2 separate regions of the Mus musculus genome follow, and region 2 is linked to region 1. The links are chromatin contacts, called in public Hi-C maps. All regions are on one chromosome and are shown on one strand. The core of a region is the stretch at or near the end of the contact, and the rest is flanking DNA. Distances in the headings are between cores, read along the strand shown. Region 1 overlaps Kcnma1 (potassium large conductance calcium-activated channel, subfamily M, alpha member 1). Region 2 overlaps Kcnma1 (potassium large conductance calcium-activated channel, subfamily M, alpha member 1).

Region 1 (3,494 bases), core at 559-3,058:
CATCCCTTCAGCACCATAATAAGGTAAATTTTATAGCCATTTGGGAAATTTCCGTTATCTGCTTGTTGTGTAGTAGACCTAGCTCTAGGTTCTAATGGATCGCCTGGATGTTTTGTTTGCTAGCCTGAACGATATTTTCATAAACACTATCATCCATGTATTTGTGAAATTCCATTCCTATAGATATTTCCATATTACCAGAAGAGGCATTGCCAAGTAAAAGAGCATGAATAATTTATTTTGTAGACATTGTTAGATAATGTTCTAAAAATGTTGTGGGAAGATGTACTTGCATCCTGCAAAGCCCTGGGTTTGAAAACAACTGTCACATATTTAGAACATAAGCATCTCTAATATATAACATATAGTGATCACCTACACACTCTTGGATGCCTTGTGTAATTGTACCCTCGTGTGTGCATATCCTCAGTTAGATGCCACCTAGCCCCAGATTTCTCATTCAAACCATACTTACTTATTGCTGAGGGGAAAGTTTTGCTTCTTGGCTCTGAGATGTGCTTGCTGAGAATGGTCAGTATGTCCAGATCATGAGAGCCACATGCAAATCTCCGTCCTGAGTAGGTCCATGGGCTGGCGCATCCCAGCCTTCTCAGCTGAGCTGACGATTGGCTTTGTGACCTTTGTGACTGGGTCTTGTTCTCCACTCAGTCTGTGAAGGACATTGACAGACTGCCGCCTTATAATTCTGAGAAGGGCAGGAACCGAGGGACTTTAGAAATCAATAAATGATGCAGCCTCATGGGAAGCATCAGTGTTGAAACTGAAAACAGAGCAATGGCATGCTGGATTATAAAATTAATAACATTAACAATAACAACAATAATAGTAACAACAACAACCCAACCAAAACAATCAAAAGAACCTGTCCACTCTTGCAGGAGAAAACATTTAATACGATGCTTTTGCTTCTTAGTAACTGCCCTTGGGTGGAGTCCCAAACCTTCCTGCCTATTACGGAAGAGTCATTTTAGTCAAAAACTAGGAGGTCCCTCTGTCTGATTTAATACATAGGTTATCACCCTGGGAAACAAGCATTGTACTCATGAGCCACCACAGAAACTAATGAACGTTCTCAGGAAACAGTCCTACAAAGATGAAAAGGACCATTAGGTGTGAACAGCCTTTCCCTTATCCTGGAAAGTGGAGGTATACTGCCTTCACACTGACTGGGATTTGGGATAAGATAGATACAAGAAATAAGACTACTGAAGTACTGCACAAAGTTTTGAGGGTGGGGGCATGGTACTGCTGGCATCATGGTGATTGAAAACCAGAGTGGTTACCAGGGGCCTGATCTGTATCTCTTACAATGCACCACCCAGACCATGTTGCCATTCTTATTCTTAGCACAGGATTGCATATTATATAATAAAGCATATATATCACTTATATATGTCCGTTTAAGACACTCAGTAATACAGCCAACATAACAATGGTGAGTATTCAAATGCTGCAGCAATGGTCCTACCATTCAATCTGTTACCTAAATCCTCTCAATCTTCAGATCAAACCTATGAGGTAGGAATTGTTAATTACTTCATGTTTCCAGACCAGGCACCTGAAGCTCAGAGAGGTTGACTCTCTTGTCCAAGTTCACACAGCCTGTTTGGACAATTTTCCCCAGTCTGACATGATGTCACTGCACTCTTTTGCTGACCTTGAGCTTCTGACCTTAACCTTGCAAGATTGGGAGCTTTGAGGACCGATTTGGGAAAGGCAGCACCCACTCTGCTGCTTGATGTTGGCATTCCTCCATCCCCACTTACTCATCCCACAACGCTTTGCCTCGGGCCGGAAGGGAGGGGGAGAGCTCTTATTTAAGAGCGCACACTCCTATATCTCTTCTCTCGCACTCCTCCTTTGCCACCTCCAGTTTCTAGAAATGCCACGAGGACCAGAGAAGCATACAGAAGTGGCATGGTGTCTCCCAAGTTTCGGGGCACTTCGTCAGCTTGTAGATCTTGCAGAGGACCAAGGGCTTCCATGTGATCACACTCAGCAGAGAGAAGTAGATCAGAATCCAGCTCTCTGTTCTGTCCCAGTTCAATTAGCTCTTCCTCAGCCACTGGCCCACGGGTCTCTTGATGCAAGATCACACTTACTTGCCTCCAGTCCTGCTTTCTTAGTATTATCCCCTGTAAAAGGATGGTAGCAAGGGCGGCTCCCTCATAGGGTTACAACTGGGCTCTAGTGTGGAAGCTACATACTAAGAACATAGTGAAAACTTTGCTAGCAGGGCAATAGCTATCCCAGCCTCTTTCTCTAACTTTTCCTCCATACTTTAAAGTACCAAAGAATCATATAGAGCAGGATGGGACCCCACAAAAGGCAGCAGGATGGGACGGCATCTATGTCTGCAGACGGCAAAGCTCTGCTTGTTTTAATTCCCATTCTCACACATGGGCTCATCCCTTCACAAAAATCCTCACCCCAACCACTAAAATAAGTGCACCCTGAAATGAGAGGAGGATTTTATTTTGAGCTACGAACAACACGTTTATCTGTCTGTTCTTTTAGAAACTCTACCCCCATGCGCGGTCAGCCATGCCACCTTTGTGCATGTAGATGTTTGTGTAGAAAGTCATCTCCTGTGGTTAGAGGAATGGAATAGGAGAAGCTTACTCACTGACCAGTTGCCTGATGTGCCTTTTATTATCTTAGTGATAGAGTTGAAACCCTGGGCCTTGTCTATGCTGGACAAGTGCTTCCCTCCCGAGTCACAGTTACAGCCCTGCCTAACCAATTTTTATTGAGCAGGTATTATGTGCTTAGCACTGGCTTGTGAGTATCACAGAAACAGCCTCCCTCTTTGTTAGCTGTGCCATGTTTTTAAACAGATTTTACCCATATTCTCTCTCTGACAGAATGAGGAGCGTGACTGGGGCCTCCAATGAATGGAACTTATCCATTCTAGGTCCAACAGTAGACCTTAACACCTTCAACAAATTTCACTAGAAAACAGAACACTCTAGTATGAAATAGAAAAATGAGCTAGTGGCCAGTCATAGAGGAAAACAACAACGAAATTGAGGCTATCTACTTAAAAATATGACTTTGTATCCTTTGTGTGTGTGTGTGTGTGTGTGTGTGTGTGTGTGTGTGTGTGTGTGTGTACATTCTAGAAAACAAGAACAACAGGTTAAAATAGGACACAACATAGTTCCTGTTTGAGACTAAGGTTCAATCTTATTTTGGAAACAAGATAAACAGACATGAAATGGCAGTAGGTAACATTGCCTACTATATAATTAAGTTCAGAATTGCCAAGCACAGCAGAAAGCATGGGGGTGAGGGGTAGTGGTCAGAGGAGTGAGAGTAGCATATGCTTGTGTGTGTATATGTATGTGTGTGTGTGTGTGTGTGTGTGTGTGTGTGTGTGTGTGTGTGTGTGTTATGTATCAGGGATACAGAAAATTCTGTGGAACACTGAGCCCCAGATGAGGTTGGTAGTGGAGGGCAGAGCTTGCCATGGA
Region 2 (3,428 bases), core at 123-2,622, 340 kb before region 1:
TCACCTCCATCAGATTGGTTTGAAGGCTTGTCTGTGTGTTGTTTTTCTTGATTAATGATTGATGGGGGAAGGGCCCAGTCCATTGTCAGTGGTACCTCTGGGAAAAATGGTCCTGAGCAAACCATGGAGAGCAAGCCAGGAAGCAGTGTTCATCCATGGCCTCTGCTTCAGTTCCGGCCTCCAGGTTCCTGCGTGAGTCCCTACCCTGATGATGTCTTCCCTCAGTGATGGAGTAGGAAGTGAAAAGTTAAGTCATATTTTACTTATCATAGAAATGGAAAACACAGTAGGACCGACTCTGATTGAAGCTATTGGGAGCTTTGTTGTTGTTTTTGTTAATCAAATAAGCAAAACAGAGGTACAACTTTTTTGAAAAATCCAATTCAGAAGGAAGCTTGGGGAAAAAATACATAATAGTGGTTTGCCACTTTAGTAAATATTTTTCTTCCTTCTGGAAGGAAGCTTGGTTCTTTCTTGAACCTGATTTTAAGGTCACTTCTCTAATACCTGTGCTGCTGGCCCCTCTCATCCCCACTTTGTAGGTTCTTTTTCTTTAATACCCCCTTTGTAGAATAGCCAGAAGTGATCTTTGATCTCTTGAGTTTTATTTGGGCTCAAATTAAGTCCCAAGACACCCTACAGGGATTTGTGACTTTGTCATGTGGTTATCATGGCTTGGGAGGGCAGGTCCTGCTAACTCCTTCCAGAAGCAGATCAGCTGTGTGCCACTATTTCTCTGGCTCCCCCAACCCCTGACACCAGGCCCCTCACTGCTCCAGGAAAACCACCCTCCTGCAGTCTTGATTGGATAGGAGGAGTCTCTGTTTAATACATTTTCTTATAGCAGCTACCTGTATGCGTGCGTGCGTGTGGAGGGAAGCCACAGTTTGCAAACCAGAGGGGGACTAGGCAGTTCTCCCTAGGGAATGCTTTTCCTTTGAACAGAGCTTGTGATCACATGATCTTGGAAGCTGGAGGCATCAGTGACATTTCAGTACAGCCCCTTAGTTCCTCTACCCTCCTTGTTTAATGTTTTCTACTTTCTCTAGGACGTTTAGGCCCCGCTTTGTCCACAGAGTTGTGATCTCATGGTTTCTCTGTGTGTAGAGTCTCTGAACAAAATGACCTTCTAAGCACCCACAGCCTTGGGAAGGTAGTCTCTCCAGCCAGAGACCGGGGGTCCTTGAACTTTTTCCTTTCCAAACTGCTCACAGGATTTCTGTGTCATCTTGTTTACCTTACTGGAGATGAGCTATTTCATTCTTGTCTGGAACCCTTTTCGGGGAATCATAGTTGTTTCTGCGCTGTACCCCATGGTATCACCAGGCTTTCAGAGGGTGAAAAATAGCAGACTTGTCATGGTTATGGAAAATCTGGCCTGGCTTGGCCCCAAGGAATTTGTTAGGTCTGCTTTGAAGAGCAACCCTGTGGGCTCCTCCCTTCAGCGTCCACTCGCAGTGACCTTGGTTGGTGGTTCCCTGTCTCCTACTGGAACAACAACAGAGACATTGATCCCTACTTGAACCCTTTCATTTGGAATGTTCAGAGTGAAATACGAGATCCGTATTATTTAAACTAGATCTACCACAGCTTCTGTGCCTGGGCTCTACCACTCTAGGCAACGCAGGAAGGGAGGGTGACTCTTGTGGGAAGGGCCTCTTGTGCTTTTGGTCACTTTGAGTTTGGCTCCTGGCAGTACAGCTGTTTTCTGGGAATGTCTTGCTGCTGATGTTGATCTGTTGGGTTGGGGACACTGGGACTCAGTTCCTGATGGGGTATGACTTAGAAACAGCCCTGAGACAGTCTGCTTTCTGGAGGTGGGATGTCCTAGAGACATGACTGGTGGGCCCTTGACTGAATAGTTCAGGGGCTTTCTCTGGGTCAAAGTGTTGTCTGGCCCTGGAACGTGTTCTCTGTGTCCCAACAACTGGATTCTCAGACTTGGTAACCTGGGGACAGTCTAACAGGATACTGTTACGCACTTTGGGCCTGGCATTGGGAAGCACTTCACCCAGGAGTGCCACTGTTGCCATATTCCAGCCCTGCCCTCTGCTCTCCTAGATGCTACTCTTCTTAGTGTGGCAGGAGAGGATGCTTACCTGGGCTGAAGGGCCATTAGCTCATGAAGCCAACATGGGATCATTTAAAATATGAATGCAACACCTTTTCAAAAATGCATATTAAAAATAGGTTTTACAAAGGGTCAAAAGATAAAAAAAGTTTATAATTTAGCTTAATGAAAGATGTATCGAAGATTACTGTGACTTATTTATCTCTGCTATGCCAGTGTCTGTACTATTTGTGATGAAGCAATATTATCACTGCTTCCTGTCTTCCCTTACTGGGAGTGACATCATGGGCTGCCCCAGGAACCCAGGGCACAGTGGTTCCCCAGTCATCTGTGACAAGAGAAAACCATGATGAAAACCACCGCAAGGCAGGGAGGACAAAACTCTGTGTTCTTAGAAGGGTACATGATTGAAATTCACAGAACAAAGTGAGGGTGATGAGCAGGATGTGTGTCTGCAAGCTACTCACCACAGCTGCTGCCCAGATGAGACCAGGTGTGGGCTCCATATTACCCTCTTTAGTGCCCCCACACTATGTGAGGCATATTGTTTCTGTTTCCAGGAGAGGAAACAGACCCAGAAAAGGACACAGAAATCACAGAGCTGAAAATGGAGGAATTATGGTCCTAACTCAGGAGTGACCACGTCCCCAGACCTCATGGTTTTTACCCACAGCAGTGTGCTGCCTTTTCCAGAAGCAGAAGCCAAACTTGGTCCAGGCTCCTGCTGCCCACCTCATCCCTCCTCCATCAGGATTTCTGGCCCCTTGGCACTGGCACATTCTCCAGTGATGGAGTTTCTTTCTCCTCTCCTGCCAGCTAGGCTCCCGGCCTTCTGTACACAGCTCCTTTCTGGGATGTTCCATTTGCCTGGGGGAGGGGATGGTTTCCCACAGTGACTCCCAGCCTCTGCTGCTGCTGACATTTTTCTTTTTGCTCCTCTCAGTTGAGCTAGGCCGTGCAAGTACGAATCCGCAGATGGCTGTCCGTGAGAGATGGACCAGATGAGAACCATGATGTCTCCTTTGTAGGAATGGACTTCCAAGAGCTGCCCCCAGAGGAGCTGAGCTGAACAGCACAACTGTGACTGTTCTTGGGGCTCTATACAGACCACCCTGGGGAAGAGGTGATCTATCACTCATAGGCTAAAACTGCCAGGCACACTCTCTCTCAAACTTCCAAACATTACTGTGTTCAAGCAGAAAGACTTAATCAAGGGAACATCTTGGCCACACATTGGCCTCTGGACAGGGATAGGAAGGTCAAGGGATAGAGATATCAACTGAAAGAGCATCCCCGAAGGTTCAAGGTCTGTGGGTTCGGCTTGCTTATGTACTATATTTTTATTGAGGGGGGTTCC

The links. A called contact is a pair of places that touch in the nucleus more often than the background predicts.
Region 2: a contact with region 1 is called in a Hi-C map of the 63-12 cell line, with 2.0 times the contacts expected there. The contact joins two enhancer-like sites. A contact is called at or near these places in 1 of 484 Hi-C or Micro-C datasets (the 63-12 cell line) and 1 of 9 other capture datasets (embryonic stem cells).

The regions. Positions count from the first base shown.
Region 1 is chr14:23,585,990-23,589,483 of GRCm38.p6, reverse strand. The region is part of intron 5 of Kcnma1 (potassium large conductance calcium-activated channel, subfamily M, alpha member 1); the gene reads left to right. Among named protein-coding and RNA genes, the nearest start is that of Gm51422, 62 kb to the left of the region's middle. Within about 2 kb of position 1,808, at least 11 of the 459 cell types and tissues checked have an H3K27ac peak or open chromatin away from gene starts, as enhancers often do. A contact at or near this core is called in the 63-12 cell line, where this site is marked.
Region 2 is chr14:23,929,860-23,933,287 of GRCm38.p6, reverse strand. All of the region lies in intron 1 of Kcnma1 (potassium large conductance calcium-activated channel, subfamily M, alpha member 1), which reads left to right. Among named protein-coding and RNA genes, the nearest start is that of Kcnma1, 73 kb to the left of the region's middle. Within about 2 kb of position 1,372, at least 19 of the 459 cell types and tissues checked have an H3K27ac peak or open chromatin away from gene starts, as enhancers often do. A contact at or near this core is called in the 63-12 cell line, where this site is marked.